2 separate regions of the Mus musculus genome follow, and region 1 is linked to region 2. Evidence: chromatin contacts called from public Hi-C data. All regions are on one chromosome and are shown on one strand. The core of a region is the stretch at or near the end of the contact, and the rest is flanking DNA. Distances in the headings are between cores, read along the strand shown.

What was found. Hi-C and Micro-C count contacts between places; a contact is called where the count stands out from the background.
Region 1: a Hi-C map of neural progenitor cells shows a contact between it and region 2, with 6 times the contacts expected there. The contact joins the promoter of 9330188P03Rik here to the enhancer-like site in region 2. A contact is called at or near these places in 8 of 39 promoter capture datasets (the 3T3-L1 cell line, the C10 cell line, cranial neural crest and 4 more), 11 of 484 Hi-C or Micro-C datasets (the 3T3-L1 cell line, the C2C12 cell line, the HL-1 cell line and 7 more), 5 of 115 datasets of contacts at active chromatin or transcription factors (astrocytes, neural progenitor cells, oligodendrocyte precursor cells and 1 more) and 1 of 9 other capture datasets (embryonic trunk).

The regions. Positions count from the first base shown.
Region 1 is chr14:105,586,904-105,593,102 of GRCm38.p6, forward strand. It overlaps 9330188P03Rik (RIKEN cDNA 9330188P03 gene), which reads left to right and starts at 2,646. Exons shown (of 3, transcript NR_102319.1): 1 at 2,646-2,770; 2 at 5,789-6,199.
Region 2 is chr14:105,394,964-105,401,842 of GRCm38.p6, forward strand. No RefSeq gene overlaps it. Among named protein-coding and RNA genes, the nearest start is that of 5430440P10Rik, 29 kb to the right of the region's middle. Within about 2 kb of position 2,663, at least 25 of the 459 cell types and tissues checked have an H3K27ac peak or open chromatin away from gene starts, as enhancers often do. A contact at or near this core is called in the C2C12 cell line, the N1E-115 cell line, neural progenitor cells and 1 more, where this site is marked.

The sequences.
Region 1 (6,199 bases), core at 1,396-3,895, 190 kb after region 2:
ACAAACAAACAAACAAACAAACAAACAAAACAGTGATATACACATACAGTCCCGTTACTTGCTGAAAAAGTATAAAGACATAAAAACAGTGAAAATCATTATACACATAAAGAGATGGCTCATTGAGAATTTCTTGCTGATTGCTTGCTGTGGTCTTCCAGGGGTCTCTGGAGCTGGAGTGCAATGAGATGCATAGGTCAAGAAGCTCTTAGTACCCAGTGTGTGAGCATCCTTAGGTTGTAGACAGCAATCGTCTCCAGCCTTGCCCATGAGATATTCTGATAAAGGTCAAACCCACAAAATGGACACAGAGCAGCTATGAAAATCAGCTTCTGAAAATATTTTTTGTCATACTAAATAAATAAATAAGCCATTGACTACAGTTTAAAAGTTTCTTATTTTGTTGGCGAGTGCACTTTAGATTTCTTTCCATATGTGATACTTCCTGCCCTTAACATTTTATTGGCTTTATGTCATCAAAAAGACACATTCAATTTGTCCTACAATTACCTAGTCTTAAAGAGCCAGGCATGAATATACATTGTAATTTTATGAATTTTCTCTCACAGAATGGACAGATTTACTGTCATCCCCCGTGCTTCACATTTAAAGTCACCTGTATGACTTATATTTCTTCAATGTGTATTTATTTGTGTGCAAGAGAGTATGCACACATTCAGGCCACGCCCACTAGTGGAGGTTAGAGGATACCTCAGAGACACTCGTTCGTTCTCTCCTACTGTGGGTACTGGGATAAAATTCAGACTTGGTGGCAGTGCCCCTATCCCTGTCTCACTGGTTCCTTTCAATCTGTTTTCAGAACATCCTCGTTGTCTAAAAAGCCATTTCTGTGTCTTTCCCTATAGTATTAAGAGCCCTAAAACTAAGAGAAAAAAAAAAAAAAAAGAATCTTTCAGATCCACTTTTCGTTGTCTATATCGATTTCATGCCTTGTAAGGTCTGCTTCGTTTTCTTAAGTTGATCTCGGATTTATGAGCAAAGTTTTAAAATGCTAAAATGGGGGAAATTGGTTCAATATTTCAAGCATTTCTTCTGTCGCTTTATTTCCCTGCTGTATTAATTTGTGGTTACTCACCTTCTCCTCAGCGATCTCCAGGGAACCCCAAATCTGACTCTCTATGATCTGACACGAACCCAAACATTTCTCCCAATAAATTACATCTCGTGTGTAATAAAGCGAAATTGCTTCTTTAGGCTGGGGGAGAATCCTCTAGGCAGCCATTGGCTACAGTTCGGGGGTTTTGTTCACTCGCATCCTGAGGACGCAGCTCTGAGCCTATGTGGGTCTGGGAGGGGGAAGGTTGCGTTCCCTCACTGGTCCAAACAATGCCAGAATGTTTTTCCCCTGTCCATTCACTTAAACAATGTACCATTCTGTACCTCATAAGCACTTAATTTATTCCAACTCTTTGGCCTGACCTGTAATCCCCTCTCCTTACCCATCTGACCCATCTGCGTTTCATTTCCCACTCATCGATGGCATCCAAAGAGCTAGGCCCAGGCCCTATTTGGAACCATTAGACAGAGATTGGCACTCTTCCCTCTTCCTGCACCACATCCTCTGCTGGAAAAAAAATGACCATCGGATCAGAGAACAGAGGCTGCTTTGTCCCCGGTAACGGGGATCTGGAAGCGTTTTCAATCATTTGTACTCTATACCCACTCAAACGCATTAATGTGATCAACATTGGGTCTGTTGTGGGCATTTTTTCCAGCAAATAGCTTGCTAACATTCCAGGCATGTACTTCCCCGAAAACAAGACTGAGACAGGGCCCTGAATATTCAATTGGAAAATCACCAAGAGCAGAAGCTTAGCTTGGCACGGCTGGTGTTGATTCTTAATAAGTGACTTCCTAAAGCTGAGGCATGGGCCTTACAGCGTCAATGACTTGTTTGAAAAATATTTTGTAGGTGCCTCATACCACTCGATTTCCTGTGGTATGCGTCATATTGTGAGCTATTCCAAGCCAGCCTGGTTAAGCACACTAACTCGCCGCCCCCCACCCCAAGATTGTGGTGTTTAACTAAAAATGTCTTTATACAAGATGAGCTCATAGCTATTACTGCTGATGTAGTTTTAACTGCTTGGATACCAATTTCAGTTGCTTGAAAATGTGCCAGCACAGGGTAAACCTGAGCACAGCCATATCTCACCCTGTAGAACATGGCGGGATGCTGTCCCAAGAAGCAGCGTTGCTTCAGGGGAAAGTGGCCCAGTTCAACACAATGCATACCTTTCACTTTCATTAGAAAGACTTACTGTTCTTAATATATTACCAAAGTCAAGGTGCTGAAGACATCTGGAACACGGGAATAAAATTAACCCTTTCACAGCTTCAGGTATTTTTTGTAACGCTTGCCAGGGAGGAGAGCTAAATTCAAGAAACCGAGAGGATTTTCTCAATTATGTTTCAGAAAGCAAACCCAAAGGCCTGACGTGCTGTTCACGAGTTCAAGTGTACGTGGGTGGGATTTGGGCGAGGGCTAAACAGGATACTGTACGCAAGAGACTTTTGACGAGGGCTTCTAATTTTAGACACGGGGCGTGGGGAGAGCAAATACGGCCGAGTGTCATCAGCACGCCTCATAAAGTATCCGGCACTTCCGCAGGCTGCAGTGCTTTACAGGACTTGTGATGTAGATCGTCGTCATTTTTGTTTCACAAACAAGGAAGGAGAATCTCAGAGATTCCGTAAACTCCATAAAGCGGTGATTCATGACAGAAGCAGGGACGCAACTTCGACCAGTGTGAGTAACCCACTGGGACTTATCTGCCACCTTGCTGCCCGGAGATAAAAAGTATTCTCATCTCTATTACGGCTGCCTTTGTCTACTGTTGTTCAAAGGATTCAGGCTTGCCCGGGTGTCCTGAGCTAAAAGGAGAAATGAATATAAATCTGTGCGAGTTGTGTTCTGTCCTGCTTTCTTCCAGTGAATAGGTTACAGGCGGCATCTAGTTTGGGGCCAGTCCCCAGCGGCTGCGCAGTGGCTATTAACTGATTAGACATTGTCTATGCCATCTCTGAATGATTTGTGTCTCTACAATAGGACCTTTTATAACAGAGAAGAGAGGGATTGATACCCTGGACACTGCCTGGGCTGTGTTTGCCTCTTGGGGCAAATAATTTTCCTTGGTACCAGGAGCAGCTCTGATGTGGCTGCTTTGCCCTTATGTGGCCCGGGGCTTTCAGCTTGGGAGAAAACGTTCAGCCTGGTCTTGGATGAAACAAGAAGGTACCAGAGGGGAGCCAGGGCAGCCATGTTGTTTGTCAGAAGAGAGGACCACATGTGCCTGTCTCAGGATGATTGGCAAGGCAAGAGGATACCAGTGGGAAAAGGTGAAAGATTCTTAGAAGCAATGAGCTACCAAACCATTACACTGCACAGCACTAGGAAGGAGAAGAGGACTTTCAGTTGAGAAAGACTCTACCATGAGCTGGAAAATGGAACTTCTGTGTTGGATGTTTCCTGTGAGCTCAGAATTTGGGGTCTGTCAGGTTGAAAGCTACAGGGTGATACTCAGAGACTGTAAAAGGACTTTAAGTCGTCCCATTTGACTTGGTGTGTAGCACACTATCTGAAGCAGGCATCTTGCTTCTTGATCAAGATAGACACAGCAAACCAGTCTTTCTAAAAACCAACCAACCAGATTTACTTATTTAACATGTATGAGTGTTTTTTTTTTCTGCATGAATGTGTGTGCTCCATGTGTATGTGTGTTCCGTGTGTGCTCCATGTGTCTCTGCCCAAGGAGTCAGAAGGGATTGTCAGCATCCCTGGAACTGGAGTTGCAGATGGTTGTGAGCCACCATGTGTGAGCTGGGAATCCAACCTGGGTGCTCTGTGCTCTTACCCGCTAAGCCACCCTTTTGGCCCGTAGGGTGGGGCTGAACTTTCCTCATAGAGTATAATTTTTAGAAAATACAGATTTTAAAATTACTGGTGTATAGTTTTAAAACATTAGTGGAGACATCAATTCAAAATATCTAACCTGGATATTGTTTTTTTGTGTTTACGTTGTAAGCAGTTCATATTTTCTACTTTGAAACACTGGAAGTTTCTTTGAAGAGAGTTTTTTTTTTTTATCACGTATTATTTTGACTGGGAGATTTGCCACCACAGGATTGTCACATTTGGTGATAAGCCACACGAATATGTCACCAACCTAAAAATACGTTGGCATGTTTATTATTTCTTTTCTTCATTTCTTTCATTCTTGCAGTTAAACTCTACTCTGGAACTATTTAACGAGAAGGTGACATTAGGAAAGAAAGATTTCTTTTTTCTCCTGATAAAGACAGATAAGCTGGGAGCTAGTGAGAAGTCAGCTGGTTCAAGCCATCTCTCGCCTCAAGAATTCACCTTTCACATGTTTCTGCACTGTTATTCTAGTCCCTACGAGCGGCTGCACCCGTCTCCACCCTTAGCAGAGCAGACAGAGGGCACAGTAAGGAAATGTCAAAAGGCAGAAACCGAATGACCTACAGGGGTGTTTCTATCAATTTGGAGATACTGGCTGGAGCCTGTATGTATGAGGCTCACGCTGGCTTGAGTTTTCCCAAAGCCAGTTCCACAGCTGCCCTTCACGATTATGGTAGACTTAAGTCTATATCCACTGAGGGTCTTAAGTAGAGACTGTGTTGGAGGGAACGGATCGAACATTGGGGTTTTCTCAAAAGATTACATGGGACTCCTCAGGTAAAACTGCCTGAGCCTCTCCTTCCTGACGCAGTGCACACCAGGTCTCAGGAAACAGCAGGTCTTAATTAGCCCTCCAGTTTATAGTTTCACCTGAAAAAATACATTTAAAAAAAATCATATATAGTTGGCTGTCGAGATTTTTCAAGTCAATAAATTCTTGCTAATTAATCACATTAACGGTACTCCTTAAAAGTTGAAACAGAATCAGAAAACAAACCAAAATCCCCATAAATATCCTACATAAAGGCCTATTCACAGATCCTTTTTCAGTTTGGAAGACTTTTACAAGTGTTTTTCCCTTCCTGACAGGACACACGCATGCACAGGCACATGCACGCACACACGCACACACACACACACACACACACACACACACACCTACTGTGTCACTCACCATAGCTGTTACTATCTGCACAGGAAGGTGGTTCTGGGAACAGATTTTGATACCTCAGGACATCACCGTAATTGCCTTAGTGCTTAAGTGTTCCTACTTGGGACTGGTTTAAAGGATAAGAACTCAGAAACGTTGGGAGCAAAGTTACTTGTCTCAGAGTCCCCTCCCCAGAAAGATAATCATATGAAAAGATGTTCAGCTGGGAACACAGAGGGGATGGTGGATGTCTTGCTTACCATCTGCAAAAGGACCCTAATTCTTAGCATGTGCTTGCTCCTCTAATATTCTGTCTGATGCCTTGATCTGTAACAGAACACAATGTCCCAAAGCAGGGTTGTTTAAATCCACTTTAGAAACATAGCCAAACAGATCCAAATTTCCACCTCTCTCCACGGTGTGTGTCCTGAGACTAATGTTGCCAATGGTCATTAAAACGGCTTCTCCTGAGCTAGAGAGGTGGCCCCATGGGTGCAAGCACAAGCTGCTCTTGCAGAGGATCCATGAACGGTTCCCAGCAGCCAAATCCTACAGCTTAATCCAGCTCCAGGTAGATCTGCCTCAGCCTGCATGTACCCTATAGACAGACAAACAGACACACACACATGAAAATAACTTTCCAAACTTGTAAACCATAGTTCTTCAATTTTTTTTATTTGTTTGTTTCCATCGAGTGTGCTGTGATTTAGAATTCTTAGCTGGAGCTGCCCCACCCACCACGACAATCTGAGACTTGGAATCTGAACCTGGAGTTGGAAGCAGAACTTTAGATCAGTGTGATGCTCCTCCTGCACAGAGGCTTCTTGTGGTAGACGTCAGTCAACACTGAAACCCACAGCTCATCAACACTCAGAGAAAAGGAGACCTTGAGACCCTGAATCCTACGTGACATGTTTATATTATATCCCTCATTTCGAAGCTAACGTGTCTACATAGAAGAGGAGGCAGAAAGATTGTAAGAATCAGAAGCAATGGATGGTTTCAAAGAAAGAATGTCTTCCAGACATAGCAGAGCAGATGCACGTATGACCTCACAGAGACTGTGGTAGCATGCACAAGACCCGCACAAACTCAAGCTAGACATA
Region 2 (6,879 bases), core at 1,413-3,912:
GAAGCGTATTTATCTTTAAGATGCTCAGAGAAGAAAACTAATTTTTTGTTTCACGCATAAGTGGGATGGATGGCAGATCCTATGCATGATTATCTTTACAGTGCATCCTCCCATCTTAATGTTCCTTCACTCAGTCCTTCATTCCTTCTTCAGGTCCTTCATTCATTCATGCTAACTAGCATGGTTCAGTTAGAGCAACGGGAGTGCTGACAGATTCTCTTGTAGATGTCGCAGCAGGAATCCCTTGCAGGCAAGGCACGTTGTCCTTGAGGTTTCCTACAGCTGAGCTACAGAGATTTACAGTCTGCCATAGCTCATATTAACGTTTACTAAAAGGCTGCTAAGGGCTGGTGTGAAGGCTCAGTGGCTAAGATCACTCACTGACTGTTCTTCCAGAGGACCAGAGCTCAGTCCCTAGAGCCCACATTGGTCATCTCACAACGACCTGAGCCTCCAACTCCTGGAGATCCTCTTCTGACCTCCAAGGGGATCTGTGCACCTCTCTCTCTCTCTCTCTCTCATAAATAAATAAATAAATAAATAAAAATTTAAGGCTATTAAGACAAAACCCATTTTATTCTCATCTGAGGTTTAAAACACTAGTGATCCAATCTCCAAAGTTTATATATTTCTAGACTCAGAGAAATTTCTTAAGATACAGAATAATCTACCAGATTTTGTTCTTGCATGTTCAGACATATGCAGTGAAAAACTCTATTATCCAAAACAGTGGAAAAATAATTTCATAAGCTTCTGGATGTTGAAGTTATTACCTGAAACTTGCATACTTGAGATATACAAAGATTTTTTTCAATTGAGTAGCGTTTTGGTTTTTTTTTTTTTCTTAAACTCATGGTACATAAGTGGTACATTATAAGAAACTTTAATGATGGTCCCACAAACAATTATAAAAGTCTTTATTCCTAAAATACATAGATCTTATTGAAGTGGAAGAGCGTAGATTTGGAAATGTATTTTCCTAAATCACATACTATGTCTATCCTGGTACCAGTGTTTACTCCTCAAGAATGTCGACAGCAAAAGATAAGACAACTGGCCTTAGCATCCAATGAGAATAATAGTTATTCTCTTGGTTTAAAATGAAATGTAGACTCTTGATTTAAACAGAAAACAAAAGACAAACAACTCTTAGTAGTCAGCATTCACCACTAACCATCTGATTTCAGGAACATGTCTATTAAGTACCCGTGGTAAAGGAAATAGCATTGTCTCTATTTAGACCCCTTACCCCTCTGCAACTCTCCTCTGATCAGTGAAGCCAGGAAGGAGAGTAAGGAGGGAAGAGCCATTCCTGGATGTCTCTGACTTGAGCATAGCAGCACCTCCGCAGATTCTGAGCTCTTTGACAACATCTCTGTGTCCTGCTCTGTGTCTTGGATCTTAGGCCTTTGGCTTCCTTGGGCGTGAAGACCACCTAGAACTCAGTCAACATTTTGAGAACTCCCCTTGCTCCCGCGGCGTCTTTTTGTGGGCATTTCTTTGTCCCTATCCTGTACAGAACGCACGGTGGCCTGTCTTCCACTGCTTGCCCATGCATCGGGCTGAGTGTGTGAAAAGGACACACCTGTCCTGTTCTGCCTGTAGGAATGATATTGCCTCTCAGGTTCGTTTGTGCTGATGCTTCCCCCACCTGGATGCTGTCTCTAGGTTACTCGGGCCTGAATCAGGAACAGCCCACTCCGCTCCTCTGTTTTCGGAGGACACAGAGAAGTTCTGAGTGTGCTATCCTCAGTCTCTATACTGGGCCTCAAGGCTGAGACGCAGCTCTGCTTTTCTATCCTGCCTTCAAAATGGGAGTGGATGAAGACATCACACACACCTGTTGCCCCTAGGGAAACTCTCCCCAAATGTTCAACTCCTTAGTTTTTCTAATTTTAACTTTTTTTGTGGCAAATAGTGGGCATGAGGGGTGAATGTCGCAGGCTGATTCCTTTGCTGATTCTGACATACATGGACATGGAATTATATTTTTTTTTACTAGGACAGTAATTGTCATTTTCTAGCATTAAAAACTTAGACCAAAGTAGTTCCATGCTAAAAACCTTTCATGCTTACATTTTAAAACATGTTAACTTGTCCAGACCATGAAAAGAAAAATATCCCCCAAAGGAACTTCTGAGAATTGACATTAAATATTTGCTTTACATTCTCAATGTTTGCAGGAAGCAAATTTTCTGTGCTTTTAAGTTTATTTTCTGATTGTTTTTGCTATTTTAATGTTACATTCTGCTCCAAGAATGTGGTCTTAATTGACAACATGTGTCTTTAGGAAGTCAGTTCAGGGGACCAATTATGTTGTAAATCACGGATTACACTGAGTCATGTTTCATCCACAAAATTCCAAGTTGGCGCTCAATGTAGAGACAATAGAGATGAGCATGTAGAGACAATGGAGATGAGCATTGCTTTGCACATGGAACTCCGAAGAGTCCTCAGGGAGACTAATACTTTCTTGGAGGCACAAGGTGTTGCTCTCTGGTATTCTTCACCGTAGCTGTGAAAAGAAAGCAAACACTTGTCCGCACTTTCTTCCACTTTCCCACCCTTGGCTTCCCCTAGAAATAAAAAGGTCTTCCATGTTGAATGAAACCTTAATCCGGGTTCCAACTCTGTGAGTCAGTAGATGACCACCAGGGGGCAGTTATGTTAAGCTTGTGGGCTTCCGTCTGCGGGCATGGGGACTTATGGAAGGTTTCAGAGCAGGATAGTGACCTGCTCTGAAGATGAAATTGGCAGGCAAAGTGAAAGAGAAATAAAGGCAGAGCCAGATCCCGGGGCTGCATGACTCTGAGGAGAAGTGGTGCAGCGGCCCTGGGGAAGATACATCAGCAGAGAACAGCATTCTGAGATAACGCTGGAAGAAGTGTTAAGGGAGTTGGAGGGTGGGTGGCTATGGAGGGAGACTAGACACGGAGAGCAAGTTTTCTGTGCCTGGGATGTTTATTTCGAAGATGATAATTCTGAGTTATTGCTGCTTAGGCATTACCCCTTTATATGAAATCCATTTCGTTGAAGTAAAATTAATAAAAATTTAAAGTGTATTTTTGAAATTGTCATTCTTCAAAAGTCTCCTAGAATACTTAAAGTATCAGTCTCTGACATTTGTGGAGGATTCAGGATTAAAGTGTCAGCTGGTTCTGTGCGAGCATGTGTGTGTGTGTGTGTGTGTGTGTGTGTGTGTGTGTGTAGAGGAGGGGGGCAAATGTGATGTCTGCCTTCCTTTGTTAGTTATCATGTTTTTCTCCTTTATTAAATCACAGATAGTTGGAGAAAGAGGGCCCCGATCTGCCTTTCTAGTCTGATTTACAGTCACTAGCCAGTGGAGAATTATGGGTACATGTCTCAGGAGACCTTTGTGTTAATACATAAATCCACATTATGTCAGAGCACTTACACCTCGACATTTTAACAGAATGGAGAGTAAATGCAATGTTTGCCCAAATATCAGTGAGTTCAGCCCATGATGGTGTTGCATCTTGGAAAGTTTTCGAGCAAGCCCCTGAAAGATGGAAGCTAGAAACCAGACCCTGTCAAACACTGCTGTTAATGTGACCCGTGGATTCTGACGTTTTAAATTTCAGTTTTGCAATTTCTTTTTCCTCTGTCCTTTCACTGGTTCAGCTCTAGCAAAAGTAGATGATGTCAATTACAAAAATAAACACTGAAGCTTGAGGGGTTTGCTATTAGAGAACCTGAAGTTTTGATGTAAGATTCAAGATAAAGAACATCACGCCAGACTTTCCAAATTATGTAATTGGTTCTTAGCAAACAAGCACTTAGGATAAAAAAGTTTCAAAAGCCACATGTGTCTGGTTTCTCTATTATGGTGCCCTGGAGTTTTAAAGCCACCTTCCCCAGGTCCCCACCACACTGATGCGTATTTTCCTGAAGAGTGTCCCTTTCATACAGTTGCGACCACGTGTGTCGTGGCAGTCATCCTCCATGGGATTTCTGATTCACCTTTTCCCACCACCTTGAAAGGCTCTGTCAATCATGAGTTTGGATAAGGCATTCTTTTATATTTTCTAAAATATATTCAGGGCTGCGGAGTTGGCTCAGTAGTTAAGTAGTGTGTTGTACAGCTAGCAACAGTGAGGACCAGAGGTCAGCTTTCTGGCATTTACATCAATGCTGGGGGGGGGGGGGGAGTGGGAGGGGTCTGCTAGTAATTCCAGTGCCTTTACAGCAAAGTCACAGATCCTAGGAGTGAGCTGGACAGCTAGGCTGGCTGAATGGACAACTTTTGGTTTTGAGGGACCATACCTCAGTGAATAAGATGGAGAATAATCAAGAGAAATTCCTTATGCTAACTTCAGGTTTCCACAGGCATGTGCACACACATATACCTCCAAACATATGCAAACGATCACATATGCATATACATTACACACCACATAAACCCCCCCCCCCCATATAGGAAAATGAAGCACAGTCAGAGAATAACCCTTGACAATCCCCCATGATCTCTTCCTTGAATCACTGTGATTGCCTCTAGGCAGTCTCCCTGTATCCACCACTGCCTCTTTACAGCCTGCTTCATAACCTTGATGCAAGGATTCCGGATCCAGCTTATGTCAATTCTTGGCTGAAAATTCTGCCATGGCTCCAGGTTTCAGATTTTAAAAAACTTTCTTTAAAAAAAAAAATAGCTTTACAGCCCTCCTCCTTTCTCTCTTCCCAGTTCCACTTTGGGTACCACCCCACCCTGGAGCATCTTAGTCCCAGCAGGTCTAGGCACATCCTCTCCCAATGAGGCCCAACTAGGCAGTCCAAGTATGGGGTGAGGGGATCCAATGGCAGGGGATAGACACTTAGATAGCTCTCATTCCACTTGGTACGGGAAGCACATGAACACCAAGCTGCAGATTTGCTGCAGATGTATAGGGAGTGTAGGTCCAGCTCCTGCTGGTTGGTGGCCCAGGCTCTGTGAACCCCCATGGTCCCAGGTTAGTTGACTCTGCGGGTCTTTTTGTGGTATCCTTGACCCCTCCAGCTCACTTACTTCTATCCCCCACTCTTCCACAAGTCTCTCTGGGATCCACCTGATGTTTGGCTCTGCATCTGTCTCCATCCGATGCTGGATGAAGGCTCTTGGGAGACAGTTATGCTAGGTTCCTGTCTGCAAGCATAATAGGGGCCTTCAAAGGACCTAGACCTTTTTGCTACTCTGACCTCATCTCCTATGTCTTACCCCTCCTTTAAGGTACTCTGCTTAAACCTGCCTGGAACATTCCAGGCAGAGTAACCACCTCATTTCCGTCAAGCCTTGCTACAATGCTCCCTTCTAGATGAAGCCAACCCCAGTTATCCTTCTTTATGGTTCAACCCGATCTCTACCTTATTGACATCATATTCCTTTGTCCAGTCCATGGTGTGTGTGTGTGTTTCTAATATGTAATATAATTTATTTACTTACTTTGCTTTTAATTTAAAACAACGATCTATAATTTACCACCTATCCATTGGGATGAAGTTTCATATGGACAGAGATTTTTGTCATTTTTGTTCATTGTAATATCATGGCTACCTAAAACCATGGCCAAAACAATGCTTAAGAAAACACAATCACATCTAATAAATACTAAGAGTGCATACTGTCCCTTCAACCACAAAGGTTCATTGGTGAAGCTGACACAGTTTGAGAGTGATGTGGAGATCTGTATCATGTTACTTTAATAATATCGCTGGTGATGATGACAAATTATGTAGAGAGTGTCCTTGTTAGTAGGAAATAAACAAGATGCATCTTGGAGTCATAGAGGATCTGCTAGCATTGGATTTTCTGTGTGCATATGTGTGGTATATGCATATGCGCAAGTATGTGGTATATGCATGTGTGTGCACGTGTATGGTAACACATGTGCATGCATGTGTATGGTATCTGCATATATGAATGTATGTGGCATGTTCATGTGTATGCATGTGTAGTATATGTGTGTGTGCATGTGTGTAGTAGATGCACATGTTCACATGTGTGTAGCATACGTGTGTGTGTGCATGTGTATGGTATATGCATGAGGAGACCAGACTTGGAAGCTGGGTGTCATTTTCTCTCACTGTCCACTTTATTTTTTAAGATTGGTTCTCTCGCAGAACTTGAAGCTAATTTTGTGTATGCGTATGGATTCAGCAAGACTGGCTGGCCAGCAAACCCCAGAGATTCTCCCGTCCGTCTCTACCTTTCCAGCACTGAGATATCAGGAGCAAGTTGCTGTGCCTGGCTGTTTTACGTGGATGCCAGGGATCCAAACTCAGCTTGCCAGGCTTGCACACCAAGCTCTTCTCCAACTAAGCCTTTTTCTGAGCTCTAACAACTGGCTTCCAAATCGTGTTCACAATGGCGATTTGTAAGAGTGCAGTAAGTTAGAGATCATTCCAGAGTAAAAATTACAAATTATCCTGCCTTTTCTATGGGTAATATAGGGGAAGAGGGGCGGTAGGTGCGGAACAGGAAAGAAAGGGGGATCACACTGGAGAATAATTTTGGTTCCCAGCAATATTTTATTGTCAGTTATTTATGTTAATGTTCCTTGGTAGGAGACTTTCTCATATTGCTGCACAGATTAAGGTCTTTCTCTTTCACTCTGTGGCCATCACCTCCCTTCAGTGCCCAGAACTCTGAGGGCTGGGCCAGGAGGTTAGGATGCTACATCACCTGAAGTCAGGGCTTATTCACTTATAGCTGGGACCCTAGGCCTGAGCTGTGGCGAGTCTCTTATTTAGGATCCTGGTAGGCTATGACCACCTTTAACTACATCGCAGGCCTGCAAGGCATTTTCTGTGGGGAGCGGGTGTGGCGGCAGTCCCAAAGGCGCCAGGGACTGCAGCTAAGTCATATGACTTGCACCTGACTTCCTC